Linked DNA regions of Mus musculus: all the other regions are linked to region 1. Evidence: chromatin contacts called from public ChIA-PET, HiCAR-type and HiChIP or PLAC-seq data. All regions are on one chromosome and are shown on one strand. Each heading gives the region's core, a stretch centred on a gene start, on an enhancer-like site or on the middle of the called end of the contact. The rest is flanking DNA. Distances are from core to core; before and after follow the strand shown.

Region 1 (7,625 bases), core at 2,533-5,032:
CCTTACAGCCCTTTGCTTCTCAACATCGAGAAAGCCAGCAGCTAGAACAGTGGAAAGTTTGTTTTGACTTCCTTGGGCTTGTTTAGAACAAGCCGGCTTTCTGTGTGGAGCAGGGTCTGGCCTCTCGGGTACCTCTATCCAGCTTTATAACACTGGGATATTTGAAAAGCTCTGTGTGCCGAGATCTTTAAATCACTAAAATAGCAATTACTGTTAAGTCAAGTATGTTCAAAAATGGAAAACTGGCAGTTTGAAGAGAGTCTATAATCAGTGGGACAGTGGTTTGTAATCTTCCAGCACCACGACCCTTTGATACAGTTCCCCATGTGGTGACCCCCCCATCATAAAATTATTTTTGTTGCTACTTTGTATCTGTAATTTTGCAACTGGGGGAGAGTGGCTGTTTCTTTGTTTTGTTTTGTTTTGTTTTTTATTATGTGGACCACACTTGTTTGCTTCTTGTCACAGGAACCCCAAGGCCTGATGCTCTGCCCCAAGCTGCCCTGAGAAAAAGCTCAGGTCTTCTTTGATTCATGCAATCTGCAAACCCATTCACCCACAGGCTGAACGGCTCTCATCTGCCCTATCAAAGATGTCCGTCCTCTTTCCCCATCCAGAGAGATCGTCTCAGGGACTCCCCAGGACCTGAGCACCTGAAGCATCAATCCAAACACAGGTTGTTCTATTACCTTCTTCACACAGCCCCAGGAATGGCAGCACCTTTAAGCCACGTAAGGGACAGTGACTAGTTTAGGTTGTCTTTTTTTTTTTTTTTTTTTTTTTTTTTTTGTGGTTTGTTTATTTGTTTGTTTGGTAGAAGAAAGCAATTTCCTTTTTCTCTCCAAGGTTGCTGTCCTAAAATACCACAAGTGGATAGTTATAGGTGGAATCTACTCTCCCTGGAGCAAAAGGCAGCCTTATTAGATCACTATTAAAATCACTAATAATATCACTGATGACACATTATCAGAAGTGTTTCTTTCAATGTTCAGCTTCCTGTAAATGGGGAACGATGTTTTGGGATGGGAGACTTGACTTCTTAGTTGGCGTTGGCGACCCTAAGAAAGAACTGAAAGAAAGTCGGGTACCCAGTCAGACTACCCTTATGCCAGCACTGTTTTTTGTTTTTTGTTTTTTTGAGCATTCTATTTTAAACATATCCTTAGGAAGCTACAGAATAGTTACAACTGCTGATTACTAAATCTCCTCATATAGCCTGGCTTGGCCATGACTTATTTAGCTGACTTTGAACTTGTGATTCTCCTACCTCTGTTTCCCTAGTGTGGGGATTACAGGCATGTCCTATCACACCCGTCCAATGAACGGGGTCTTATTATTGTTGGGGCAGTGCCCCTTACCAAGAGGAAGCACAATGAGGAATATAGAAAGAACAAGACTAGAGTCACAGTGAGCAGCCATGCATCCCAGGAAGAGGATGTGAGCGACAGAAATAGCCAGAGAAGGCACAGGCGAGTGAGGCCAGAGGCTGCACTGTTACCATGCAACAGCTTCAAACTGGTCCCAAAGGGCTTGAAGCACTTGGCAGGGAAGGAGCGAGAGGAAGACTGGTTGACTTGGCCACATTGAGGAATGCTGAGGTCAAAGGGGAAAGAGGGTGAGACAGGGAGGCAGTTAGGGATGCTTGGTCCATTGATTGATGTGAGACATGGCTGCTGGATGGGGATGAGGTGGGGGAGGAAGTGAACCAAATGAAGAGAAGAGTGAGGACTTCCTCAGTGGAAACTTCTGGGCCAAGTAGGAAGTTTGGCCATTGGACAAGGAACTTAGAGAGTGCCATTGCTGGTCTGAGATTTGTTCAGGTCAGGAGTTGAGAGGAGAGGTGTGTGCTGTTACAAATATGGAAGTCAGGATGATCATGTGATAAAGTGGACAAAGGTCAGGAGTTAACAGGAGGGCCAGAGGGTGACTTAGAAGCCACCCAGGAACTGCACCGTTTCTAAGGTGTGGTGGCTCCCACCATCCCATTTAGCCAATTTGCCCTGTCTATTGGCATCTCCTTTGAGCTGTGCTGTTGTCCTGGCCTGAGTCAACTGCAAATCAGAGCTCAGCCGCTGGTAAACCTAGAACAGATTGGTCATGTATCTGCTACAAAGCACTCAGTGCTTTTACATCTCACTGGAAGCAAAGCAATGCTTTCCTGATAGCATGCATGGCCTTCTACAAGCTCCCCAAGGAGACCCTGCCCCCTCGCTGCCCCTCAGTGCCTCCTGTTCTCAGCATCGGCTCTTCTGTTGCTACACTGGTGGACAAATAAGAGTTTGTGATGCTTTGAAGCAGAACTGGTAACAAGAAAGGATAAGCACACTTTGCTAAGCACTATTTGCCACAGTTGGATCACTAGAAGGGGGTTCTTGGCATGGGGCACCCACAAAGCCTTGGGTTGATCCTCAGCAGTATATAAAACGGGCTCGACAGAGCATGCGTGCCTGCAATCCTGGATTTACCTTCAGAATCTAGGAGGTGAGGGCAGGGGGATCAGAAGTCCAAGGTCGTCTTTGTCCCTGTAGTACGTTTGTGGCCAGCCATAGCTACAGCAGACCCTGTCTCAAATAAACAGTGTTTCTTTAAATGTGAAAAGAGACTCCCACACTCTAAGGCCTTTAATTATATGGGATGTGTCGCCTCCTATTCCAACCAGCAGAAAAGAGCGACACTACGTACTTCTCAAAGCAGTTTATTCAGGAACCTTTCAACATCATGCATGAATCTCTCTCCAGAAATCAATCTCTCCAGGAAAAAACAACAACCCACCCCCAATCGCAATCCCTTATATATCCTCTCAACCACACCCCATCAGCCCAGTCCACGTAACAACAGTTCATTGACCAGAATCATCACTCGTCATATGGTCCGATCTTGCATCATGGTGCACCTGCGCAGTTCTCGCGATGGTCGTGGCTTATTTTCAGGTGTATGAGGAAGTCAGGTGCAAGTCATAAGACTTGGCTGCAGTCCCGGGTGCCATCTTGAGACTGCTGCCACACCCACTCCTCACAGGGATGTATGGTTTGGAAGGAAAATGTTGAAGATGTACAGAAGAAGGTGATTAGAAAGGGGGACAAGTTCTTCCAAGGGTTGGAGTTCAGAGGTCAGGAGAAGGATCAAACTGCTCAGCATCAAAGGGAGAAGAGATCCACAGAGAGATTCCAGAGTTTCTAACAGCTAAAGGACCTGGTGTGTTTCTTCCTGGAGAGGAGAACAGGACCAGAAATAAATGGGACTTTGGAGTTAGCAGAAAGCCTGAAGCACCCTTGCTTCCCAGCCAGGACACCCTGCAATTACATAACAGCTTAGGGCAGGGCTCCCAGAAGCCAGGTCTCAAATGTTATTCAGGCTAAAGCTGGTTTGGGCAGGCACAGAGGAAAGGGGAAGGAAAGCTGAGATTTGGCAAGCTTATGGGCTCTCCTCTCTCTGTTCCTCTTCCTCTTCCCTCCTTCCTCCTCTCTCCCTCCCTCCCTCTCTCCCTCTTTCCCTTTCTCCTTCTCTCTGATTTCTACTGTCTCCAAATAAGTAGAACCTGTAAGTGTCACATCATGCTGACTCCACAAGACATCTAGAGCCTTTCTATTCCTTTCCAGGAAGAAATCATGACTATTTTCAACAGAGTTTTGGAAATCCTACAATGAGAATGCTATATCAAGATTTTTCTCCTCATCAGCTAGTGAGAGCATCAATTACACCTTGATGTTGGTTTGTTTGTGTTCTGTTCTGACTTCTTACCATTCAGCACCAGTGTCAACTGGAAGCGGTTTTACTAAGAATTGGGCTGGGTCAGTGTGAAACCACAAGGACGTCTGTTGGTTATGAATGATGTAAGGGACTGAGGGTGCTGACAGATGTCAATGTGAGGCATGGTGACAAGCCTGGACGCTTGTTAAGTGACACACAATAGCAGGCCGGCGAGGAGCAGATAGTCCCACATTAGGGAGCAAGTTGCCTGGGAGTTGGAAAGAGAAAAACAGGTTTCATTTTAACTTTTGAAGTTTGCCGGAGGTTTCAATTCATTATAAGATACTTTCCAACTTCACTGATGTTCTGTCATGTACTTAAGTAAGAAATATATGAGCCTCTCTACAGGGCCCAGACTGTGGGTATCTTTCCTATCTATCTATCTATCTGTCGATCTATCTATCTATCTATCTATCTATCTATCTATCTATCTATCTATCTATCTATCTATCATCTATCTATCATCTATCTATCTATATATCTATCTATCATCTATCTATCTATCATCTATCTATCTATCTATCTATCTATCTATCTATCTATCTATCAATCATCTGTTTATCATCTGATCAGTTCATTGATTTATATTAGATAATTTTTGTTGTTGTTGCCATGATGAAATACCATGACCAAAAAGCAAGTTACAGAAGGGAGAGTTTGCTCCCGTCTCTGGGCCCTGGAGATGCTGTTTAATTTTCATTCTCTCATATGGTTTAGATTTCATCTTGCTTGGTTAATAAGGCTTCAATAAGAGGACCAAAGATAGCTTCTTCCTTGACAGATCTGCTATTTGGGTAGAAGAGAGAACTCCTGGGGAAGGTGATCCTTGCATTTGTAGCTCCTCTAACACTTAGTAGGTTGAAGTCAAAAACATATTTTAGGGTGTCATCTGTCTGAGTGTCCTTGCTTAAAACCAATAAATTGCATACTTTAAAAGAGAGAGGAGAGGGACAAGGAATGAGATAGAAAGCACCATGAATATCCAAAGAACTACTTTTTGGAAGTACGGGGGATTCTTATTAAAAGTGTTTCTGGTGTTAAAAAATCTTCTCATTCTTCAAATCTTTGGGTAGCTGTGATCTACACACACACACACACACACACACACACACACACACACACACACCGAGAGAGAGAGAGAGAGAGAGAGAGAGAGAGAGAGAGAGAGAATGAATGTAAAATAGAGTATCTGGATTCTATCTGAGCTAGACCAGCACTTGAACTGGTGTTCAGCAGACACTCTGTAAAAGTTCTAAGTGAATTAAAAAAACTCAGAGGACTGTTTCAGTTTTGCTCCATCATGGTGACCCCTGTGGTTTCTTTCCTTGTGAATCTTTGAAATTTACTTTTCCTCCTCTGGAGGACTTTTAAAAACAATTACGATTGAAGGCAAGCCCAGACAGTGACCGAGTTCCACTTTGTGTCTGACTCTGCCTTGCCTCTCTGAGGTGCTGCTTTCCTGATGAGTTGGGAGTCATTTCTAGGAATGGAGAGCTGGGCACTAGGTCACCCTAAGGTGAAACTGTTCTTCGTTGCATGGCAGCCAACATGCTAACGATTTCCCCTGAGCTAGTTGAACCTCGAAGAACCAGACCTGAGATAGCAATCAACCCAGTGGCCAGACCAAGGCTCTGCTCTATCGGCTCCTCAACCCCCTCTTTGTCTTTGTTCTTTGTGTAAAACCTCAAAGTCCTTGTCAGCTCCTTGAAGACAGATAGTAAGTTATGCAGTCACCCTCCTCTTGCTGATACAGCCCTGTAGAATTAAGCTCCTTCCTGCCTTCCTACTGCTTTCTTTGGCCATTAGAACATACAGCTGAACCTACCCTCATTGAGACCCCAGGATCTGGGGCTTTTACTGCACATGTTTATAAAGAAGGCTTGTCTAGATGGAACTCTGAGAACGGAACTGAAAATGTCTATGTGGTGCCTCTCATGCACATGAACTCTGTGGACGTTGGTTAGGGCAGTGTTAAGACAGCCAGGCTACTCAGGACCCAGATGAGCTGATTTAAATAAAAAAATTCAGCTGCTGAAAGAGCAATGGGTGGAAATGTCTAGATGACGTTTACATTTGTTCCCAGGGAATACTGGAGCTCATCAGTGAGTCAAAAGGAAAGACACCAGTCCTTAGGGATCTTTCATGTTGGGGGCTTTCTCCTGCCCAATGACTGCCAGAAACTACAAAAGGAGGAAATGCAATGAGGGTGGGGAGGAGCTGTTGTTGAAGAGTAGGGCAGGGCTGTGAGCTCAGACTGAATCTCAGGGGAAGAGGGGCTCAGGAGAGCTGGGGGTGCCTCAGTTAGCTGTCTACCTAGACCGTGAAGTTCCTTTCTTTTTCCTTCCCTCTCTCCCTCTTCTCTCTCTCTCTCTTTCTCTCTCCCTCTCTCTTCCTTCCTTCCTTCCTTCCTTCCTTCCTCTCTCTCTCTCTCTTTCTCTCTCCCTCTCTCTTTCTTCCTTCCTTCCTTCCTTCCTTCCTCTCTCTCTCTTTCTCTCTCTCTCCTTTCTTCCTTCCTTCCTTCCTCTCTCTCTCTCTTTCTTCCTCTCTCTCTCTCTCTCTCTCTCTCTCTCTCTCTCTCTCTCTCTCTCTCTCTCTCTTTCTTTCTTCCCAATCATAACCATTTATGGCAAAGAAAATTCTGTTTATAGTAGAATGCCTGATAACTCTATATGGAATCAAAAGTCCTGGGTTAAAGTTTTTTACTATTTCTGAAACTTCAAAGTCATATCAGTTTCTGAACCTAAAACTAGATTTACCTGTTGCTGACTTTAATGTAATAACTAGGTCTTCTTTGGACACTGAGATTGTTTTGTCCTAGATCTGAAGTCCTGGTTACATCTGAAGCAGTAACTCACCTGTGAGGTTCTGACATCCTCTGGTCAGTGTATTCATTTCTTTTCTCTTTTGCTTTTTTAGTTGATGGGGACAGTTGGCATAGTCTGACTTTTGTTAGAGATTTGTCTCTGGGTGGCTCTTGAACCAGTTTGAACCAGTTTGAGGGCTTGAGGTGGGGCTTGTATCTGGCTCATTTTCACATCTTCACGTAAAACAGCGCCTTGGATTGAGTAAACCCTGATGTATGTTTGGTGGGTTGCGTTCATCTGCCCTCTGGTGCATTACACCAACTGTTCTGGCTGCTGCACATCCTCGCTTCCTGGGAAGCTCAGCTAATAGCAATGAAAAGCCCACAGATTGCAGAGAGAAGATGAGACAAAACACACAGATTGGCTGAGTCTTGGAATGGAAATATTACAGATGGAATTGACATTGGCCAAACTCCAAATAACATAAAAATGTGGTAAAATTGATTAATTTTACCCAGAAAATAAACAAAGTTAATTTACCTTCCCATTAGTTATATACCTATTGCTTTTGTCTCTTGCAAGGGTAGAGGCTGGTGGCTCCTCTGGTCATAAGTTAGAGCCATTTGATAAAGGAGGCCGAGGTGGGGCTTGCATGAGACTATGTGCAGCGTCACCCCATTTGGAAGAGTTGGCTTGGAAGAGAAAGTGCTCTTTTTAAACTCATGTAAATACATATTTTATATAGTGTATAGTACACATTTTGGTGTGAGCAGAGAGAATGCTGGCAAAAAAATGTGTCTTATTACCAGATTATGTCACACATAATAGTTCTTACTTACTGATAAGGGGGTCTGAAGAAAGGCTCTAGGCCACAAAGGCAGAATAGGCTCTGCACGTTTAATCCATCATTACTTTTTTTAGCATGGGGATTCATTCATCAATAAGTAGCTCTTTGAGTAGCTAGGAGTGCCCTTGAGAGATATTCCTGGAGGTTGAGCTTGAGGAATGTAACTTGCACTGGGAGAACATCTCTTTGAGAGATTGGTCCCTAGGGCCATATGGCATTACACA
Region 2 (7,625 bases), core at 3,592-6,091, 510 kb after region 1:
AGCCAATAGCCGTGAGGACGAGGAAGTTTCTGCCACTGCTTGCAGCTTTTCTGTGTGCTTTGGACTTGCTTTAGGAGGGAAATATAGCTTTGTAGAGATAAAGGCTGACATCTGGGGTCTAGCCTAGCACCTGAAGATACTTGTGATGTCTAACTCTGCATAGCCTTTTCTCTTCATATCTGCGGCCTATCTTTTCCCCTTACATATGTCTTTGTCCTTCTTTCCCAAAGATGTCAAATACAATGCAGCATTTTCATCTTGTTCTTTCAAAGTTAATAGTCTATTATTTTATGTCTATTGATTTTCATTGTTAATGTGAAATGGTTATTTATACTTATAGAAAGTTTGTGAAATTTGCACAGTTGTCTTTCAAAGGATAGGATCTATCTTTTTTGGACTTCAGATTGTTTTAAAGAACTGTAACTTCACAAAAGTCAATATTAAAAAATAAATTATTTAAGAACAAATTCTGATGCTTTCTGTTAATGAGTGCTGGAAGAAGATAGGCTCAGATGTGAAGAATTTGATGTATATCGAGCCATGGGTGAAACTCTTACCCATGGAAAGAATGATATCTTCTGAAAAATAATTGGGGTTGGAGAGATGGCTCAGTCCATAGTTGCATGCTACTCGAGCATTAGGCTCTGAGTTTAATCTGTATTGCCTGTATACAAGCTAGATGTGGTGACATATGCATATAGTTGCACATGCATGCACACTAAGAACATGCACGCACGCGCGCGCACACACACACACACACACACACACATGAAATAATCAGTGCATGAGAGTAAGGATATGTACTCCAGTGCTGCAGACCCTCTGGGTCCCTTTGTCTGTGTGGAAAGGGTCTCTAGTCGCAGGTGGGCAAAGAGTTGGCAAATGACAGACAGGCCAACATGCAAGATTGTGTAGAATCTGAATGTAATTTGTCAAATTGAGCATCAAACTTTTTATACAGAAGAAAATAGGGAAGTTAGGTGATACATCGGCAAGGTACAAATGAGGTTACCGGATGCTTAATGACTTTTACACAAAACAGAGGAATCTAAACACAAAGACTGGCAGGAACTGGGCAATAAAACAACTGAGACAACATCAGCCCTATCTAAGGTCAGCTATAGTCTTAGAAGCCAGGTGTGAGGTCTTTACATTTCTAGGGCAAGGGCTTTCACACCCAAGTCATGGTTCTAATTAGGGAGTTCTGCTCTAGCTAACCATCTCATGAATAATGCAATACTCTAAAACCACAACCCAATATACTTCCTAAACCATTGTAAATTCCTGTATATGGGAGTGACTTGGCTTTTATTCTAAGTGCTAGTTGAATACCAGAGGCAATTCTGAATGTCACTGAATAGGCAACATTCTTACTAAATTCCAAGCCCATGGTCAGCTCAAGGATTTTCTAGGACGTTGGAACACTGGCGAAAGCTTAGCTATGTCAGAATTCAATCTTAAAAGGCACTTGGGATAGCATTGGAAATATAAATGAAGAAAATACCTAATAAAAAAAGTAAAAAAAAAAAATAATACTAAAAGAGAGCACGTGGATCCATACACCAGACTAACTCGGGAATAGGGTATGAGTATATGGGTTAATGAGAACACCAAAGCTCCAGGAGGTGAGTTTCCTTGAAACTCTTGCCTCATGAGTGCTTCCATGCCTCTTAGCCTGTCAAGCAGACTTCACTGGAGTGTGTGTAGCACTCCAGCAGTCCTTGGGTTTAATATCAATGACACAAAAACCAGGGGTATGTGGGAAAGCCTCTCTCCCCCTCCACCTCTCCAAGGGCCATTCAAGCTCTCTGGCGACTCCTGCTGGGGCACTTAGGAGGTAGAGAACTGAAACAAGAAAGAGTGACAGAAAGAAGTCAGCAGGGAGAAAGACTGGTGTGAAACTCCTGTGTTAGGCAGGAAGAGTTAGACTGGATGTGATAACCACTGGAGTTGGAGAGTTAACAAGTCACCCAGTGGCGAAAAGGTAACATTTTCCTCTGCTTACCTCTTACAGCACAGCATTCTGTGATCGTCCAAAAATGTCGGACTGTCTCCCCACCAGGTAACAAGAGCATAATTCTGCAGTGTCTTCCTTTAGCTCAGTACTGACAGCATCTAAAGACAGCGTCAGATTACTGATGTGCAGAGCCCAGCCCCCGCACCACATGCCAATCTCAAGCCCCAGGTGGTTTTTACCCATTTTTATAACTGACCAGCAGAAATAATGGCCCATAGACTCTCCTCAGATTTGACTAAATTTATTCAGTGGTCATAGATATCAGGGAAGCATATTTGTTCTTTTATTGTAAAGAATATTGCAGTGGGTGCAGATGAATGGCCACATCTAGTTCAGTACCTAGTAGAGGGCTTTCAGGCACTTCTGTGCATCTAGCTTTAGGGAAGCATTTTGAACCCCGTCCTCTGGATTTTTATGGAAATTTCACTGCATATGCATGATGAAAGCAAGGACAATCATGAAGACCTATGATAGAGCAACAAGAATCTGACCTAATATTAACAGATGTTGTGGAAAGTTCCTCTGTATTCATTACAGTCTTTACTTCAGATCAGCATTCCTCGCTTGCAGGCATGGAGCAGGACATCATTTAAGAGGGGAATATGATGCTTCACACTGATTTTCAACTTGATAGGATCTAGAATTATTTAGGAGGCAAATATCTCATCATGTCTGTGAGGGAGGGATTTCTAGGTTGGGTTAAGTAAAAGGTGGGTGGAGCATCTGTGGACTAGGGTCCTGAACTGAATAAAAAGGAGAAAATGAGAAGCTAAGCACCAGCATTCATCTCCTTTGCTTTCTAACTGCAGATTGTGACCAGTTGCCTCATGCTCCCACCACCGTGACTTCCCTGCCATGTAGACTGTAGTCCCCCAGACTGTAAGCCAAAATAAACTCTTCAGTCCTTAAGTTGCTGGTTGGTAGATATTTGGTCACAGTAATGTTGTGTGTAATTTTAAAGACATCTCTCCCACCTTTGCCTGTGACTGCTGCTCGTGCTCTGGCCCTTCCCAGCTAAGCTCCGAGATCAGCTGCCTGCTGCCTGCCCCACTTATGGCTTCTCTTTTGTTCCTCCAGGCTTAGCATCACTAAACCACCATCATCGGCCTGACCCAATGGTCAGTTACTGGGCACAGAATCTCATGCCCTAAACTTATGAGCTAGCCTGTATCACCCAGCCTCCGCTGACCTCCTTGGCTGTCCTCCGGTGGCAAAGGCCGCTGGCAAAGGCCGCTGGTTCTAGCTTCCCCTAGATCTTACATGATAGCTGTGTGCTTCTTGTTCCAAAGTCCCTTCTCTTTCCCTGCATCTCCTTTTCCTCCTGGGACCTAGAAGTTATACCTGTCCCTTTCACCTATTTGGCTCCAGTCTCCTTTATTGACCAAATCAAGAACCAATTCAATATGAGCACCTTCCCTACACAGTAATGAGAAAAGTACCTATTAGCAAACAAGGTAAGTCAGATAATTTCTTTATGGACAGCTCCAAGACACAAAGTTGGGGTAAGATTGTAGTATATTTTTTGATTTGCCTTGAAGACATTTTTTTCATTTCTTTAGCCTACTTAGGGAGGAACCATGGAGTGTGGCCTCTGCTCCCACCCTCTCCAAATGTATCATCCATGGGAAACTGAGCCAGGACCACTGCCTGAGTTCCTAAAGTAATCCTGACCATTGCCCAGATTTTAGAACCATGACTTTGAGAAAATTATCCTAAAAATACTTTTAGCTTATGAGAACTTATAAAAATTCAATGAACTCCCATGTAGCAACATTTTGTTAAACTAGTTTCTTATGCTTCAAACTATTGGATGGACTGCTTGAAGGCAGACTCCAGTTATATGACTTCACAACCACAGGCATTTTGGTGTCCATCTCAGATTCATAAAAATGTGCTCCTATATAACCACCTTTCCATCTCTAGCTTAATCACTTTACAGTTCCTTGTGATACAATCCGTAGGAGGTCTGGGTATAATGGGTTGGGTTTTGTTTGGGTTTTTTGTTTGTTTGTTTGTTTGTTTGTTTGTTTTTGAGAAATGTATTCTAAGAACTGTGTCACTGATTGGTCTCATCATTGTGTGACTGTCAGAGTGTTCACACAGAAACAAAAGTGGCTGTCACATTAACATGTGATATAATTTTATGGTACCACCATCCTGGGTCATTAATCAAGATATTCCATTATGAGATGTATTGCTAGATTTTAATTTTCAAATTATCCACTACACAAAACAAAGCCTTAGTACTTCTGATTATTTTTCCTAATGCTTTTTTATTCTCTAATATTCCGTTTTACTTTTACATACTATCAATTTGTTAGAACTAGCGAGATGCTTGAGGTTTGAGTTGGCTCTGACTTTGTTTTGTGTTATGTTTTTGAGACAGGGTCTTGCTTATGTAGCACTAGGAAATTGGTATAACAAAGTTGGCCTTGAACTCATGGCTGTTTTCCTGACCCTGTCTTCCAAGTGCTATGATTATAGTATGTGCCACCAGGCCTAGCCTGTGACAGTTATTCTACAGAATACCCCTCGTTCTGGATCTGGACACTTGATTTCTTGTGGCACAGTTAATTTGAGCCTTCTCTTCTATACTTGCTATTTGTGGCTCAGTGATGGTAGTTGGTATCCTGTTGCAACCCATCCTATCTGTGCAGTGTGACTATTTACCCAGGAGATCATAAACTCTCAAAGGACTCTCTCCTCCATTCTTTCTCCTATTTCTCACCCAGCATGATAAATTACAATTCTTCAGTCAGCATGATGAACACTAACATCTGACCATAACTCACAAGGATTTCTAAAGTAGGAAGTGACATACTTAACCTCTGACTCAGAGGATGGCATCCAGACAGGGGCACAGAGAGGGTTTAGAAGGGCACCAAGGACTTGGTTAGAGGAGGGCTTCCATCTGAAGTGGGTGAACCTCTGGGGATTGTTTGGGTCACCATTTCATGTTATAGGTAAATTTATTTTTATTTTAAAGTGGGGACCCCTGACCTTATCAAAGCTGTAAAGAAAATATTTCCCCAAAAGGCGTCAGCCCCAAAACTTGGGTAGAAAGAGGTATTGTTTCTTTAGTTCCCAGAAGTTCACTCCTACTGCGGCTGAATGCCATCTTTACACGACACAGGGTAACATGCTGCCCAAATGGGGCTCACAATATTCAATGTCTGACTTTTTCCATGCTTGAGGGGGTACGACCCTCTCCTAGTCACTTCTATATTTCCCTCTACTCCCACATTCAACACTTGTGGAACGGATCTCAAACCCTTCCCTGCCCTCTGTCCTGGACTTTAGCCTGAGCTTGAGTGTTTTTCTGTCTTCTTACTTTCTTTTTCCTCTTTGTCAGCCCTCCCTTACTTATTATAACTTTACCTGCTCATAGTTTCCTTAAGCTAAGACTACTAAATGCTGGCCTCACGCATAGGCCTAAAGCTCAGGGGTATACACACTAAGTGGTGTAAGAAGAAAAATGAGACATCTTTACATTTACATTTTGATCTTAAACGCGTGAGATAAATTATATTGGGTTTGTGATTGATATGCAAGCTGGCAGTGCTACTCTCTGTTCCTCAGCATCAACAGTGGGTCACTGTCATGTGAGCAGTCACTGTCATGTGAGTAACTGTGAGTGGCTCTACTCAGGCAAGCCACTCTGTTCCTTCACGCGGGTACAGAGTTTCACCTAAAAGCCCCGTTGTTGTACACGTGCTTAAAGTTGGAAACCAGATTTGTTTTTCCTGGTCTTGAGGGTTGGGCCTCCCATATGTTAGGCCAATGTTTTACTACCTGGAAACCAGTTTTTTTCTTTTTTCAGTTTCCTTAAATATTAACCAAGCAGAGGCTGAGGAGACGGCTTGACAGTTGAGAGTCCTTGCAAACTCAGTTTTAGTTCCCAGCACCCATATTGGTGACTCTTGACTGCCTGAAGTTCAGCTCCAGGGCCCTATTCTGGCCTCCAGTGACACTTGAAAACACACACACACACACACACACACTGAACTAAACCTTTAAAAAAATATTACCCAAACAAATTGTTTCCAGCTTTGAACCCCTCTGATGGAGAAAATCAAGGTTCCTTTACATTTTCTAGACTAGTTGACGTCATAGAAGACAGGAACTCCAAACATCCCAGGAAGAGCCTGATGTTTTCTAACAGAAACCTTTGTCTTCCTGGACCTGTTACCTGCAGTTACTCAGCCTTGAGCAACTTGTCTCACGCCTCTGCACTTCTGATTTCTTGTCTAATAAATATTTTAGAGAACATATTAGGGAGGCAGAAAAAAGGTTCCGTGGGTGAAGGCACTTCTCTCACAAACCTGGTGACCTGAGGTAGATCCTCTGTAACCACCTAAAGGAAAAAGGAGAGAACTGATTGTACTGTGTGTCCTCTGACCTCCATACAACTGTAAGTACACACACACACACATACACACAACACACTTTTTATGATTAATTTTACTATCGACTTGCTACAAATTAGAATCACCTCAGTGAGAATCTTCAACTGAAGAATTATCCTGATTGGTTGCCTTAATTGATGTTGGATGCTCCCCCCTCCCCACTCCCACTTGGGTGGCACCTGGGAGCAATCCCGGTAAAAGGGTGTGGCAGAAGGAAGATGTCTGGCCTTTGGCCCCCTTGGCCTTCCATCTTAATTTACTCTGTTGCTGATGCTGTTCATGCCCTCACTGATACCAGAACCAGTATCTCCAGACTTCCAGCCTAGACTAAGGACCAAGGGCCTTCCAGGAACTTTCCAGATTTTCAATCAATTATCATCAAATGTAAAAGTATTTAAAACTTGGTATGTCATGGGATTCATTCTAACAAATGCTAAAGCTTTCCCAAACTACTAACTTTAACTCACGAGTTTAGTTAATAATAAGAAGAGAATAGCTTTAATATATAAATCTCTCAGGTGTGCCCTGCCACTGTATACAACAAACTTTACTTGCTTCCATGAGAACTAGTGAGTCCAAACCCTGGGTGCATGTTAGATTCACTGGATTGTGAAAGGAAAATATCTGAAGTCTACAAGTGCCATCCCAAGCCAAGGATGAGAATGCCCATGTTGGCACTGTGCAAAGTCCTCTGAACTTGGCATGGTGGCATACACATCCGTAACTGCATTACACAAGAGACTGAGGTAGGAAGTTATGAGTTCCAGGCAAGTCTGTGTGTGTATGAGGCAGGGGGTTCTCTAGAGAACCGAATCAATGGTATGAACATATATGATGTGTGTGTATGTGTCTGTGTGTGTCTGTGTGACTGTGAGGCTTTGTGTGTGTTTATGTGTGTATGTGTGTGTGTGAGACTATGTGTTTGTGCATGTGTATATACAACTTATCCTGTCAGTAAAGGGAAACCCACTCACACGCCACTGGTGTTTATGTGGAGATCAGTGGGCAACCTTGTATTTTTATCTTTTTCCATCATGTGAATTCTGGTGATTACACTCTAGCCATCGGGCTTGGTGGCAATGGTCTTCACTTGATAAGCCATCTCACCAACACTGTTAGTTTTTTATACTAAGAAGTACAATTGGCTACTGTCAGCCTATGCAGGAATCAGGAAGGAGCACGTGTGTGTCTTAAGAAAGTGC
Region 3 (7,625 bases), core at 3,253-5,752, 460 kb after region 1:
TCAAAAAGGAAATATATGGGTTTGTCTATCTGACATAAACAAAGCGGTATGTGGAACTTTAATATATGCGTCCTCCCCTGATATAGCTGTCTCTTGTGAGACTAGGCTGGGGCCTAGCAAACACATAAGTAGATGCTCACAGTCAGCTATTGGATGGAGCACAGGGCCCCCAATGGAGGAGCTAGAGAAAGTATCCAAGGAGCTAAAGAGATCTGCAACCCTGTAGGTGCAACAACATTATGAACTAACCAGTACCCCGGAGCTCTTGACTCTAGCTGCATATGTATCAAAAGATGGCCTAGTCGGCCATCACTGTAAAGAGAGGCCCATTGGTCACGCAAACTTTATATGCCCCAGTACAGGGGAATGCCAGGGCCAAAAAAATGGGAATGGGTGGGTAGGGAAGTGGGGGGGGGGTATGAGGGACTTTTGGGATAGCATTCTAAATGTAATTGAGGAAAATACGTAATAATAAAAAATATTTTTAAAAAAAGAAAATTAAAAGATTAGATACACCATAAAATATATATATATATATATATATATATATATATATATATATATATATGCGTCCTCAAGGTTCCATCCCTCTGCTTTCATCTCTTTGGCTTCCTGAGCAACTCTTGTGATCCCAGAATTCCTCTTTTCCCAGATTCCCATTCTTCTTTTCTCCTTTCAGAGAAGACAGTTGCTGTCCTACTTGCCTCTGGCTCTTCAAACCAGCATGGTGTGGTGTGGTTTGGTGCCCCCAAAATGGCTTCCTGACAACCCCTCCCATGAGCTGAAAGCACGAATGTACAGATTTAAAATTGTGTCTTCCAGAAATTAGAATTGAATTGGAGTAAAGGAAGGGAAAATAAGCTGCAGGACAGTTTGTGACAAGGTCTGTATGAGTCATTTAGGAGAAGTGGTGAAAGGGCCACTACCTTTGACAGAAGGAAATTATAAAGTGCTGGTTTAAAAAAATTTTTTTCTTTCTTCCTGAAAGAAAAGAGTTAGCTCTCAAGAACTTTGTAGTTAGATGAGTCATATTTTAATACCTCATCATTTTTAGTGTATTTTCACACATGCACACATTTTCTTTAAGCTGCTTAGACGGGTTATGGAAGATTCTGCCCACTTTACAAATAAGGAAGCTGGGGCTTTGAGAGAAAATTTCCCAGAGTGGCATCTAGTGTGTAGCAGGTCTTCAGTGCGAGCCTTGGGAGCCTTCCTGGCCCCCTTTCCTCAGACACCACACACGTTATATGCCAGCACTGAGATCTTCGTATTATATTTTCTCATCTACCTATGGAAACTGTTGGACTTTTGAGACAGCATCCCGATGTGTACTTTAGGTTGGCCTCAAACCTTCAATCTCCTTGATCTAGTCTCCCATAGGCATAGACAGCAGCACCAGGCTTCTATTTATTTGTTTATTAGTTTGGGTATCGGGGGACCAACATCTCATGTGTCTTCAGCTTTGCTCTAGAACTCTGCTGGGTGTATCACTTTACCCACTTTCCAGAGCTAAGAATGGCTTTGAAGGGAGGTTCTAGGTCCAAAAAGCTGCAGAGTTGGCACGTCAACCCTCAGGAAAACTGAGTTCCACTACGATATTGTATTGCTTATGCTCCAAAGACTTTGTCTTGTGAAATGAAAGCAAAGTTTATAAAAGTGACAGGGGCTAAAGTGAGCATAACAACCAGGCTTAGCCAACAGGACCCTCAGCCAGGACTGAGACATAGGCGTGGAATAAAGGCAAGGCTGTCCTCCGCAAAGACCAGGCTTACTCAGCTATTCTCATGGGTATCAACTAGGAAATTTCTAGTCCCTCCCTTTTTGCTGATCTCTGAGACCTGAGACATGGTTTCTTTAGAACCTCTTCAATGGTTAACATTCATACCTGGCTCTGGAAGCCAATCCATTCAGACCTATCACTCACAGACACTCCCTAACATAAGCTAATTTGATGGCTTATGCTTTTGCTAACAAATTCAGTTCTTGATGTTACACTGGACATGTAGGCTCCTTTTAAAAAGTACCTCAGCTAATGTGAAGGCAGGAATGTTGGAAAAAATTCTCTTTGGAATCAAAAATAAAATAGAAAAAAAAGTCCAAGAAAGCTATTCAGAACCAACTTGAAGAATAGGCACATAAACAAAGTACATCACAACTAAACTACTCAATGTAGTGAAGGGGAATTCCTGGTGTATTTGTAACTTTAAATATTAGAAAGTTTCAAGGGTTAGAGCTCAAAACTCTAAAGCATGACCAGAGGATGTTCTGCCGGGCACTCTGTACTTTTAGGATTTCTTCCTCCTCTTTTGCCCTTTTAGCACAGGCTGACCTGATCTGACAAAGAATGTGTGTGACTCAGACCACAGACCGACTAGTTGTGGTTTGAAGGGTGTCACTTCAGAATTCTAATCTCCTTTGTCATGGACCATCCCTGGGGATTCCAAAGTATTACTAGCCATAAAGGAACTCCCCATCTCAATGAACCACAGCTCCCAATAAGAAATGAGCAACTTATGATAGTGAAAATGGGACATTCTAGAGGAATTAACAAAGAGTAAAGCCAAATCAAATCTGTTAAATGCATTACTGACCATATTAGGAAAAGACACACAGGTGACAGACAAAAGGCTTTACAAGAAACGAACTGCATAATGTTTTTTTGGAAAACCTACTTAACAAAGTGCTTGTTATCACTTTTTCCTAATAGGACATGGTGGAAGAGAGTACATTTTTTTTCAACTACAACAAGGATGGATTATTCTAGTGTGGGGTTCAAAATTAACCAGAGGCATGTCTTAGTTAGAGTCAAGTTTCATAAACATTTACACACACTTATTGTGTGCCACCTTGTGCTAAGAAATATTAATGATCTGTCAAAGCAAGGTCTTTTCCTTCAGATATCCTACTATTCAGCAGACAAGTCCATACTATAGTCACAGGAATTTTAAGTACTGCATGGGGTATCATGTCCCTCTTAATACTCTGTTCTATCTTCAGCATGTATGAGATGGTCAGGGATGAGTGACGTCTTCATCTCATCCAAATATTTCTTCAGTATCAGCTGTTATGTGTGGTTGCATATTTATTTTTTAACAACCTATTTCAGGTAGAGGCACAAATCCATATGCTGATCATGCAACAAATAGAGTGCCTGGCACCTAGATAATACAATGTACTTACCTTCAACCCATATGTTTAAACCTTAAGAGGCAACAGAACGGTCAGGACCAGGAAGGAGTCTCTCTGAAAATGCCAAGAGTACTGCTCAGAGCAACAGAGGCCTAAGGTTAGAGTTGATACAAGCAACACTTCCCCAGGTGCTGCTTATCATGCTGAGTGCACAAAGTGAAAATAGTACCAGGCTTCACGCAAGTTGTATTTTTAGAAAGAAAATCACATAGAAAATGCTCGAACTTTTCAGATTCAAAATTCCCAAGTGGAAGGACTAGGGACTTTCTGAAGGGAATTGAACAGCTCGGCTTTATGATCCGACTTTATTTGATCAGCATGTAAAAAGCAAACAAACTCACCTGGTGATATAGTTAGGTAATATACCGAAATCACCTCTGTATGTTCGTAAATTCATGAGTGACATCAAGTAGTGACCTGCAGCACCTGTGGCTTCTGCTGCCTTTACCTCCACTTGCAGGGCAGGACTCCCCGGACTCCTCATAAAACACTGAACTGAGCGAATTCTGGACAAAGAGGGGGCAGGAATTTGAAAGGAGGAAAGAAAAGAGGGGGGGGGAGGGGAAGGAAGTAGAGGAAAAGAGGGATCCTGAGAGAGAAGGATTGGTGAAAAAAGAGAGAGTAAACTCTGTGGGCATCAGTATGGGGAAGCTGGGATTGTAAGTAGAGGGATTTGTGAAACTTTTAGGACTAAATTTGATATCAGGAGTTAAAATGAACCCATTTAGTATTTCCTAAACTTGCCTACTTATAAGAATAAAAATCTGCCTTGTCAGATGGTTTGCTCTGTTAAATGTTTGTTATACCAGCATGAGGACCTCAGTTGTAATCTGAAAACTGGTTGGTAGAGACAGGAGGTCTCTTGCTGCCTGACCTGTCTATCCAGTTGGTAAGCTCTGAGTTCAGTAAAAGACCTTATCGAGAGAGAGAGAGAGAGAGAGAGAGAGAGAGAGAGAGAGAGAGAGAGAGAGAGAGAGAGAGAGAGAGAGAGAGAGAGAGAGAGAGAGAGAGAGACAGAGCGAGAGAGACAGAGACAGAGACAGAGAGAGAGCGCATGCATTACAAGAGTTAGTTCAATTTTCTGATTTGAAAGAATTCTAACAATCTCTACTGTTCACAAACAGGCCTTGCTAATTTGTATCATCAAGGAGGCTGACCTAATTGATTCACTGTGTTCCAGTGTGTACTACTCAGCTTGTCTGATTGATGTCGTTCTCTCACAGTGATTTTCTCTTTAAGTCCTGTAGGGAGTGGCTCTTGGTGGTAAAATCCTGTTTCCCAATTGGTTCTTGATCTATCAATAAAGATGCCAGGGGCCAATTGCTGGGCAGAAGGAAAGAGGCGGGACTTCCATGTCCCCTGCAGTAGAAGCTAAAGATATGCAATGAGAGGAAGAGAGATTTTGCCATGCTTCAGAGGGAGAAAAGGCCATCAGCCATGTGAGATCTAGGGTGAAGTGGCCATTAGCTACTTCCCCAACTGGGCCTGGGGTAGGAACTAAAGCTGAGGGCAGATTTAGGGTGCTAAGAGTATTGGAAAAGGCAATCTAGCCATGGGAGATTAGAAGCACCCAGCAACTGAGCCAATAAGGCAGGTTGAAAAATAAGCGTGTGTGTGTGTGTGTGTGTGTTTCATCCGAGGATCCAAGAGAACCTGGGTGGGGCTGATAACACAGTCCACCCAGAGCTTAAAGCAGGGTAGCAAAAATTACATGCTACAAAGCCCTGTCCTGCACTTCTCTACATTTTCCCTCTTGGAGTCTCATTTACATAACATTATACATGTATGGTGGCAAAACCACTGAATTTTGTAGTCTGAATGCCTGCCAGAACACTAGTCCATGCCACCCTAGGTAGTCAAAATGCTTAAGCTTCTGTGAAAAGCTATGTCCATTGTCAGAACTGTTAGAACTTTGGAAAGAGAAAGTGATTTTATCAAGAAAACCTAAAAAGCAAAACCAAACAAAATCTTGAGTCACGGAATATGCCTGATGTCTGGAGTCAGAGAATATACCCAAGGAAATAAAAAATCTCACGTTCGCAGTCCTACAGACTCAGAAGATATATGCCTGCCTTGAAAGAGGTTGTTTTCCACGTGGAAGTTTTCATGTATTATGGGTGACATTCCTGTATGTTGGTGCCTGGCTGCATTAGTCAGATCTCACTCTAGTGACACCCCTGAGGCAATTAACTCACAAAGAGAAAAGTTGTCCTGGCTCACAGCTTTTGTGGCTTTGGCCACATTTAGTTCTCACTATTGCTTTGGGACTGTGGAAGTATCAAGTGGTGGCTGGAGTGTACAACCGAGCAAAACCACTCCCTTCACCATCCAGAAAGGAAAGGCAGAGAAAGGGGAGCACGGTCTATATCCTCAGTGATCTTATGGCTTCCTACTACGCGTCACATCACAGAGGCTCAGTGATCAATGGTGCTGCTCAGGGACTAAGCAGCTAACACTGGGTCTGTGGAAAAACACTGATGATCCTAACTAAAGCCCTGCGTGTGTAAATTCACTACTCCAGGTTACTACTTTCTTACTACGTGAAGAAATTTACACATTGTTTTATTTGTATGCTTTCCATAACTAGCCAAGTGCTTTGCCTGTACCACTGTGCTGTTGTTGAACTAGTAGTACGCATGGACTTATAAAAGACAGAACCTTAATCCTTACCTTTAAGGAAATTATAGTTAAGTGGAGTAATAGACATGTGACTAAATATATATCATGCTAAAATGTACATATGTTTAAAGATTCTCTAAGAACGTTGAGAAGCATATGATGAGTAGACAGAAAAGTTGTTTGTAGAGAGATGACATGTGTATGCATGTGTGTGTGTGTGTGTATGTATGTGTGTGTACACCTGTGTGTGTGTGTGTGTATTGCATGTGTGTGTCTGTGTGTATGTGTGTGTGCGCATGCACCTTTGTGCATGTGTGTGCACGTGTTTGCACATGTATGTGTGTATGTGTATATGTGTGTGTGCATGTGTGTGTGTTGCTTCAATCACACCCAGGGCCACTCACATGTTAGAAAAGCACTGTACCACCAAGCCACGTCTACAACACTGGCTATGTTTAGTTGGATAAATATAATGACACTAAGGAGTATATTTCTTATCACTTTATGTACTTGTTTTCTTCAGTCTCATCCATTCTCAGGCTATAAAAACAAATGTGTGCATATAAGGAAGTTAAAATATTAATGTGTATCACTGACTGTCTAAAAATTATTAACTTTTGACTATTTGAAGCCTGAAGTACAGTTTCTTATAAAAGTAAAATGATGAAATACTATTAGATTTCTTTTTTTTTTTTAAGAATAGCTCAGTTAGTACACAACACTGCTGCTATACTATAGTTACATAATAATAGAGCAACTGAACTAGAAATGTGTTGCATGTCGTTTTGCTCTACAACTTTTTGTCCCGGGATTGGCCACCCTCTGGAGCCCCCACCCGGCTTCCTTTTTGTTCCACTCCTCTTTGCTCTGAGAAGTGATCATGCTACCAATCCTCTTCCAGCTCCCCTGAATCTGAGGAACACACACACACACACACACACACACACACGCGGTTTGTTACTTTATAACTTGCCTTCTAGGCACAATTGCTGGATGCTACTATCTCCTGCCTGAAAAGGCGTGCTCTTACCAGTTTATTATCTCTGTCTCTCCACTTGCCCTAAACATCAGTGGCTAGTCCTACCTAGCCCCTGCCAAACGTCTGGGCCACCCACCTGTAACAGAGGCCACAGGCACCAGAGCTCCACCACCACTACCACCACAACCAAGACCTCACATGGTTGTTGTGTTCTTCCTCCAAATTATGGCAGAAAGCTCCTCTCTCCTTCCTCCTGGGACATGGAAGTCCTGCCTGTGCCTTCCACCCAGAAATTGCCCCGCCCCTGCCCCCAGCCTTCTTTATTGATAAATCAAGAACCAACTGGGGAATCAAACTTTAACATCAAAACTGTCCCCTTCAGAAATGTATTGGTTTTCTAATAAATTTCTAGAATTAAAAAAAAAAAATCACAACAAAATGACTCGACAAGAATCTTGTTCCCATTGATTTATCTATATATCACTTTATATCCTAATTTTAGCTACCATTCTCCTCTCCTCCCAGTTCCACCCTTACAAATGCCTTTCCCCATTACCCTTCCCCATTCTCCTTAGAGAAGGGGAAGCCTCTCCTGGGCACAATTCAGCAGGACTAAGTGTATCCTCTCCCACTGAGAGGAGCTAGGGGAAGGGGATCCCATAGCAAGCAACAGAGGCAGGGACAGGCCCTGCTCCAATTGTTATAGGACCCACATAAAGACCAAGCTGTACATCTGCTTCAAATATGTAGGAGACCTAGGTCCAGCCCCTGTGTGTTCTTTGGATGGTGGTTTTGTCTCTGAAAGCCCCCATGGATCCAGGTTAGTTGGCTCTGTAGG
Region 4 (7,625 bases), core at 2,041-4,540, 440 kb after region 1:
AGTGTCTGCGTGTAGAAGAATGCACATAGATCCATATCTATCACCCTGCACAAAACTCAAATCCAAGAAAATCAAATACCTCAACCAGGTGCAGTATATCTAATAGAAGAGAAAGTGTGGAATAGCCTTGAACCCATATGTACAGATGACAACTTCTTAAACAGAACACCAACAGCTTAGGCACTGAGATTAGCAATTAGTAAATGGGACCTCATGAAATTGAAAGGTTTCTGTAAGGCAAATAGGATAAAAGGATAAAAGTGTGGCCTATATAGTAGGAGATCTTCACCAACCCGACACAGGACTGATATCCAAAACATATAAAGAAATCAAGAAATCAAACACTAACAACCCAAATAACCCAATTTTCCTTCTAGTATATTATGTAAGGCTGGATTGCGGACAGATATTGTTTAAATTTGGTTTTGTTATGGAATATCTTGTTTTCTCCCTCTATTTTCACAGACAAATCTCTTAATGGCTAAGAAACACTTAAAGGAATGTTAAATATCCTTAGTTATCAGGGAAATGGAAATCAAAGTGGCTCTTATACCCATCAGAATAGTCAAGATCAAAAACTCAGGTAACAACTGTATAACCACTTTGGAAATCAATCTGGCCATTTCTCAGAAATTTGGGAATAGTTCTATCTCAAGACCAAGCTCTACCACTCCTGGACATATACCTAAAAGATGCTCCACCACGCCACAAAGACACTTGATCAACTATGTTCATGGTAGCTTTATTCATAAAAGCCAGAAACTTGAAACATCCCAGATGTCCCTCAACTGAAGAATTGATAAAGGAAATGTGGTACATTTACAAGATGGAATACTATTCAGGTATTAAAAACAAGGACATTGAGGCTGGAGAGATGGCTCAGCAGTTAAGAGCACTGACTGCTCTACCAAAGAGAGCAGTAGGTCCTGAGTTCAAATCTCAGCAACCACACGGTGGCTCACAACCACCTGTAATGAAATCTGATGCCCTCGTCTTGTGCATCTGAAGACAGCTACAATGTACTAAATTATAATAATAAATCTTTGGGCCAGAGCCAGCGCGGACTGAGTGAGCAGGGCTGACCAGAGCAGAGGTCCTAAAAAAGTCAATTCCCAACAACCACATGAAGGCTCACAACCATCTATACAGCTACAGTGTACTCATATACATAAAGTAAAATAAATAAAAATAATAATTTAAAAAAGCAAATAAACAAGGGCATCATGAACTTTGCAGGCAAATGTATGGAACTCAAAAATATCACCCTGATTGAAAAACTCCAGACCCAGAAACACACATATGGTATGTACTCATATAGACCATATAAGTGGAAATACACATATGGTATGTACTCATATAGACCATATAAGTGGATATTAGCCATAAAGTGCCTTTGGCTCCCTTTTCTCTGGCTGTACTACCTTGTCTGGCCTCAGTGGGAGAGAATGCACTTAGTCTTGATGGGACTTGATGTAGCATGGTGGGTTGGTACCCACGGGGTGGGGGCTCCTCTTCTCTGACTAGAAGGGGAGAAGGAAGGAGAGAAAGGGGTGGGAGGGTGGGACTGGGAGGAGATGAGGGGCACTCTGTGATCTATAATGTGAATAAATAAATAAATGAAAAAATAAAATTAAAAATAGATTTTAAAAAGAAAGAGAAAAGCAAACGATAAAGCATGAACTAGCATGACGAAGCTTGGCCGTTTTAACTTTTGACCTTTGCCGTCACACTAGCTCCTTTTGAATTCCAGATCACATACGTCTAATGAGTCACTTTGTGCTGTATGGATGCATTACGTACTTTTTCTGATAAAACTTCACTTTCTACTTCTTTCTTTTACTGAAAATAGATTTTTTTTCTCACATAATAGCTCATGGTTATGATTTCCCCTTACTCTCCTCCTCCAAGCTCTTCCCCACCTCCCCTCCCACTGAACCCACTCCCTTTCTGTCCCTCCTTAGAAAAGAATGGGCTTTTAGAAGATAATAATAATAAAATATAATACATCACTATATTAACAGCAAAATTTATAGTAACAAAATAAGATGCATTATTACTCCTTTATTGTAATATGTTTGAATTGGGCAATATTACAAGTTGATGTTGGAGAAAGAAGTGTGGCAATCAGGACTTTCGCTCAGACCCTTCAACCTCAAAAGGAAAGGATGTGCACAGCATCGTAGTTTCCCTGATGCTATTCTCAGTGTCTTATTTTGAAGGAAAAAAACATTTTTTTTCCAACAGAGTCTCACTCTGGCTGGCCATGAAATTTCAGTGATAGGCCTACCTCAGTCTTCCAATGCTGAGATTTCAGAAATGACCACCACACCCAGTTCTGTAGTGAAGAAATTTTGATGTGTGTTTATAGTGTTTTTATCTATACTGTTTGAATAAAACATTTCTACTTTTATATTCCTTACCCAAGACTTTGTGGCATACACAGCCTCTTCAAGTTCTCATTTCATAAAAGTTAAGATATTTTGGGAACAGAGGGTGAGGCTCCATAAATATCATTAAATTAAATAGAAAAGTTCAAACATTTTATTAAGGCGAAGTTACAGCAATTGTCTTGTATGAACTTTTCTAAGATAGTCTGCTGACTTTCACTTAGGAAGGCTCCACATCTTAATCATTTCTGAATTTCTGATAGAATTCGGTGGTGTCTTTAGGGCTGAATCAGCTATTCATAGAAAGAAAGAAATATCAACACCATCAGCTGAATTTAAAAGAAAATGCACATGAAACTTTCAATTAAATCAGAACCAACTAACCTAGGCAAAATGAAATAAACCAGTAACTTCAACACTGAGGCAGGAGGATTGTTGCAAGTTTAACTTTGGGGTACATATTATCAGACCAATCAGAAATATCTAGCAAGACTTTCCCAAAACAACAAGGTGAGAGCAATTTCTTATACATTGGGTATAACTCCAGAGAACTAGCTCCCAGAACTAGACTACGAACAAGGTAAATACTAGACTTCAACCTTCACTCAAAGGGAGAAACCCACCACGCTGTTCACCTACAAACTTCCGCAGCACCCTGAATTTTCCTGGTAGGATCTCCAGCTAAGGATTGGGCAGGTTGAGCCATCTTTCTTCTCTGACTCAAACAGCTGATAACACAAACTGATTCAAAGGTTACGGGTGGGGTTAATGTACCCCCCCCATTCATTACAGAGAATTCCTGTGTCTCCATAGCAACTTACACTTTCAGATCAAACACCTGTGCTCACTGACCCTGTTCAGTCCAACTTTCACTTTCACTCTTTTTTTTATGATGTGAAATCAGTCCATCCCGAACCTCTCGCTTCTGAGTACTGGGATTGCAGTGGTATTACTGGCATGACCCACTACCCCTCTTGATAGTTACAGGAAGTGTGTGATCGTTTTCAGTTGCACTTTCCTTTTCATTTTCAGACATTCTCTTTCTGACTCACTACTAAATAGAGAGCTCATTTCAATAATCTAAAATAAAAATTAGCCTCAAGAAGCCACCGTGCAGAAGAGATGAGAATCTTAGAATTGGGATCTGTGAATGCTAAAAGGAGATTTAACAATCATGTCTTTTTAACTCAACTCCAAAGAGTTAGGAAATATTCACACCAACCCTTAGGAGTGGAAGTGCAATCAGAACCAAGTGTTTGAAAATTTCAAGGCATATAGTTTGGTCCAGCAATTACAAATGGTAGGACTTAGTTTTCAGATATACTTTGAAACATATAGATGGATATACATGTAAGAGCACCCAACAACCAAGAGGCTTCTATCAGCAAAAAGATACTGTGTTAAAGTACAATATGCCTCTGACAGGAAAAGGAGGAAAGATAATCCTTGACTCAGAGAATAATGTTCACAATATAGTCCTTTAAAATAATTCCAAAGTGTGTGAGAAAGACCAAGAACATGTACACGTGTGTTTACATAGAAAGAGTGACTGGAAGCCAACGGGCTCATTTTAATAGTAGTTGCCTCTAAGCACAAGATTGAGGAGCAGTGGGAACAGGTCTTTTACAATTTATTTTTATACTCCTGTTGCTACCCACTCAGTTCTGCAGAGGGAATGATACTTGCTGGTGTTCTGGCTATTTAGTGTATAACCTAGGAAACAGTATCACCTCCTACCTCTTATGTAGGCTGTCCCTGACATTGTGCTACAAATCCAATGAGGATTCGATTGGGGTTGTTTCTAGGTTAGTAAGAGCAATACAGGGCTGAGGAAGGGCAGGGGAGGCACCCCATTCCACAGCTTAAGGACACTGGGCTTGTTTCTGGGACTTGAAATAAGCCTCCAGAGACACAGAAGTATCAATGTCTGGTGTGTTCTGTACAGAGAAAGAACTAAGAAGTGAATGGCTGCTTAGTTTTTTAACTCCCCAGAAAATCACCCCAACAGAACAAGCAGAGTGACACCAGTTTCTTTGAGGTCAGCATACTGTTGGTTTCCTGAATCTTTTTAAGAGATGACTTCTCTGATCCTTAGGAGATCTCATATTTGCCCAATGAGCATAACCCATATTTGTGCCTAACTGCTTGAAATAAAGATAGAATGGAAGAGATTCTTGTTGCTTATCACCATCAACCTTCCTCTTGGTTCTCGACGAGTGAAGTAAACATGTATTTTCTATGTTTCTCTTTCCTGTTCAGGGCTCCATGTGATTGTATCTCAGTTATCGTAAGCCATCAGTACATTACGTACCTCATGCTATCGTGGCTGTAATGGAGTTAGTCTCAAGCTATTTGTTTGGAATGTAAGATAAAGTCCCTATGTCCCTTCTACCATATTGACTAACAAGATAAAGAGTAAGAGGCAGCTAGGAACTGCAAAGGAAGTATGACTTAGGAGTAAGTCAACACCAAAAAAAACCACAAAGTTTAGAGCTGAAGAACCAGGTCCTTGATGGTATCAGTTCACCAAAGGACTCAGCTCCCCAAAACCATGCACTTCATGTGGCCATCAGATGACTAAACTGAGTTCAGTAATACTGACCAAGTACCTACTTAGGGGACAGATATTGGACTACATTAGTAAATTCAGTGGACAAGAAACCCTGCTTTCATAGAGAAGGAAACAGGACAAAGGTGATAATCATGAAGAACTTGGCAGAAGCATCTTGAAAGATGATGACTATTTTGGGAAGGAGAGGAACAGCAAAGAAAAGCTAGGGAGATGGAGATGGGGGAGGAGGGAGGAGCTAGAGAAAGCCCTCCTTTATTTCGGCTAGGATGAGTCAGAGGTGTCTCGGCTACTTATCTATTAAGGCTTAGATGTGAAACATTTGCAATATTTGTAGCCTACTTCCTAACACATATTCAGGGGCAGAAATTTTAACGGAGTTTTTAAAGTCAACAAAATGAATATTAATTAGACTTATGTACAATTTAGGTGGGAGAGAGTTTTTGAGTTTCAAGTGAAGGTTGAACTGAATTATTCTAAAACATATATCCAGCCTTAGATCTTACTTATGAATTCCTGCACTTTTGAGCCAAGGCAGGAAGATGACTAGATTTGAGGCCATCCTGGGACACAAATGTACACACACACACACACACACACACACACACTCATATGTACATACATACATACGTATAACCCTAAGTAAATGAATATCACTGATCCTCATTTTTGGGGAAGGTTGTGGAAATAGTCTTAAAACAGCCCCATTTAAGGCCAGGTGTGGTTCTGCACACATGTAACCAGGTGTGGCTCTGCACACATGTAACCCCAGGGTTAAGGAGGCAAGAGAATAAGAAGTTCAAGGTTATAGCAATTTTAAGACCAGCCTGGGTTCACATAGCATTATCTCAAAAGCCCAAATACCACAGGCATGATGGTGCATGTACACTTTTAATCCCAGCACTTAGCAGGCAGGGGCAAGTTTATCTCTGCACTTTAAACCAAATTGGTCTATATGGCCAGTTCTAGACTAGCCAGTGTTATAGCTTGAGACCCTATCTCAAAACCAAAACAAGACTAGAAACAAAATATAACAAAAACCAAACAAATCAACAAACAAACACCTCACAACACAAAGCTTCTATTTAAATGCAGTAACACTTAGAGAGTATGACTTAGTAAAGTAAGAAAACTTTTGTATTCTCATTGTTTGTACCTTAAAATATAAAAAACAATCACTTATTATTTTGTTCCCAAAATTGATTTATGGAAAATATGACCAAGGAAAATTGACAACATCTAAGGAATGTTAAGTTCTGTGATCCCAAGTTTTCCAGGGACCAACTTGCAAGACTTATGAAAATGCATAACTGACTCAAAAGCCAGAAAACCAGAAAGAAAAGAGAGGATCAACCAGCAAATACCTCCTCCTAGCCACCTTGCTGAGTGTGTGGCTAGTGGCTGCCTATAAGGGAACAGTCTGTTGACTCTTAGTTAAAACTGGCATTCCCCCAGCTTTGTATAACTGTATCATGTTGTGAAAAAGAAAAAAAAATCACCATAGAAACTCAGGTCTCTGACAAACCAGGAAAGATTAGAGATAGTCTATCTTTTGCCACAGAACTTATTTTTCAGTGGTTGGGTGTGCACACGTTTTTATAAAGAGTCCAGTATCAGATGAATGAGTTATGCCTTGATAAGGCCAGGACAACTCATCTCTATTCAAGACTGAGCCGGTCTGCTGAGTTGCCATGCCAGTTCACTGTGTTTCTACCACATTCATATCTTAGGTTTTCCCAAGATGCCACAGCATCATCTCTCAGTAAGGCTTAATTGTTAAATCGGAGACCTTGGAGTAGGAGTGGGCAAAATGGGCAGGAGAACCAAGTACCCTCTCTTCTCATGCCTCTACCTAAGAAAGGCCATTGAATAGTGGTCTCAGGGAAAGGAGGTGAGAAGGGTGCGTCAAGCTGGCCTCACTTTTAATCCTTAACCTCCCATGCAGGCATGAGCCATCAAGCCCAGCTAAAGAGCGACATTTATTTCCCCTTTTGGTCTTTGGTGCTGTTTCCTTTTTCTAAACTTGAAAACAGCCGTATATCTCAGTTGTCACTTTTAACCAGATATCAGTTGAGCTTGTTGCTGCTCTTTTATCTGTAAGGGTCTTGCTATATATCTCTTGTTGTCCTGCAACTCTTTATGTAGACCAGACTAGCCTTGAACTTAACATTGATGCTCTATCTCAGCCTCCTACATGCTGGCACTACAGGTATGAGCCACCAAGTCCCACTGCATAGTGATTTTTAATATAAAAAGACAGACATCTCAAATAACTGAGAAAGAAAAGACTATTCCACAAATTATATTGAGACAATCTTTGGCAAAAGATAATCTTTGCCTACTGTCAATATCAAATTCAATTCTCAGTGGCTGAGACCTACAGTACAGCTGTAGATAAATGTACTCACAGAAGAATATATATATATGTGTGTGTGTGTGTGTGTGTGTGTGTGTGTGTGTATATATATATATATATGTTGAAGTAGGTAATGGACATGCAAGGCACTTCCTTTTTCCTCTTTCCTTTCTTTTTCTTTTTTTTTTCTTGTAAAAGAAGCATTGCTGAAATAAGTTTATTTTATGCATGACTAATTACTCCCATTTTGGAATTAAAAAATATTTTCTCATACATACATACATACACACACACACACACACACACACACACA

Evidence for each region. ChIA-PET counts read pairs in DNA pulled down with a chosen protein or histone mark. HiCAR-type assays count read pairs that join an accessible place to other places. HiChIP or PLAC-seq counts read pairs in DNA pulled down with a chosen protein or histone mark.
Region 2: a HiCAR-type map of Th17 cells shows a contact between it and region 1, with 4 times the contacts expected there. The contact joins two enhancer-like sites. A contact is called at or near these places in 8 of 484 Hi-C or Micro-C datasets (B cells, CD8 T cells, the G1E-ER4 cell line and 4 more), 4 of 115 datasets of contacts at active chromatin or transcription factors (Th17 cells, large pre-B cells, memory CD8 T cells and 1 more) and 1 of 9 other capture datasets (adipose tissue).
Region 3: a contact with region 1 is called in an RNA polymerase II ChIA-PET map of effector CD8 T cells, with 8 read pairs. The contact joins two enhancer-like sites. A contact is called at or near these places in 1 of 484 Hi-C or Micro-C datasets (memory CD8 T cells) and 2 of 115 datasets of contacts at active chromatin or transcription factors (effector CD8 T cells and microglia).
Region 4: an H3K27ac HiChIP or PLAC-seq map of microglia shows a contact between it and region 1, with 5 times the contacts expected there. The contact joins two enhancer-like sites. A contact is called at or near these places in 6 of 484 Hi-C or Micro-C datasets (CD4 T cells, CD8 T cells, memory CD8 T cells and 2 more), 7 of 115 datasets of contacts at active chromatin or transcription factors (CD8 T cells, double positive thymocytes, effector CD8 T cells and 3 more) and 1 of 9 other capture datasets (macrophages).

What each region holds. Positions count from the first base shown.
Region 1 is chr10:19,502,373-19,509,997 of GRCm38.p6, reverse strand. Gm33104 (predicted gene, 33104) reads right to left here. Exons shown (of 4, transcript NR_152784.1): 3 at 3,742-3,958; 4 at 2,680-3,207. Among named protein-coding and RNA genes, the nearest start is that of Gm33104, 19 kb to the right of the region's middle. Within about 2 kb of position 3,782, at least 81 of the 459 cell types and tissues checked have an H3K27ac peak or open chromatin away from gene starts, as enhancers often do. A contact at or near this core is called in CD8 T cells, Th17 cells, effector CD8 T cells and 2 more, where this site is marked.
Region 2 is chr10:18,993,752-19,001,376 of GRCm38.p6, reverse strand. It overlaps Tnfaip3 (tumor necrosis factor, alpha-induced protein 3), which reads left to right. Exons shown (of 9, transcript NM_009397.3): 9 at 1-467. Among named protein-coding and RNA genes, the nearest start is that of Tnfaip3, 18 kb to the left of the region's middle. Within about 2 kb of position 4,841, at least 44 of the 459 cell types and tissues checked have an H3K27ac peak or open chromatin away from gene starts, as enhancers often do. A contact at or near this core is called in CD8 T cells and Th17 cells, where this site is marked.
Region 3 is chr10:19,040,953-19,048,577 of GRCm38.p6, reverse strand. No RefSeq gene overlaps it. Among named protein-coding and RNA genes, the nearest start is that of Gm51814, 18 kb to the left of the region's middle. Within about 2 kb of position 4,502, at least 133 of the 459 cell types and tissues checked have an H3K27ac peak or open chromatin away from gene starts, as enhancers often do. A contact at or near this core is called in effector CD8 T cells, memory CD8 T cells and microglia, where this site is marked.
Region 4 is chr10:19,064,261-19,071,885 of GRCm38.p6, reverse strand. It overlaps Gm51814 (predicted gene, 51814), which reads right to left. Exons shown (of 4, transcript NR_168594.1): 4 at 2,527-2,680. Among named protein-coding and RNA genes, the nearest start is that of Gm51814, 5.3 kb to the right of the region's middle. Within about 2 kb of position 3,290, at least 55 of the 459 cell types and tissues checked have an H3K27ac peak or open chromatin away from gene starts, as enhancers often do. A contact at or near this core is called in CD8 T cells, memory CD8 T cells and microglia, where this site is marked.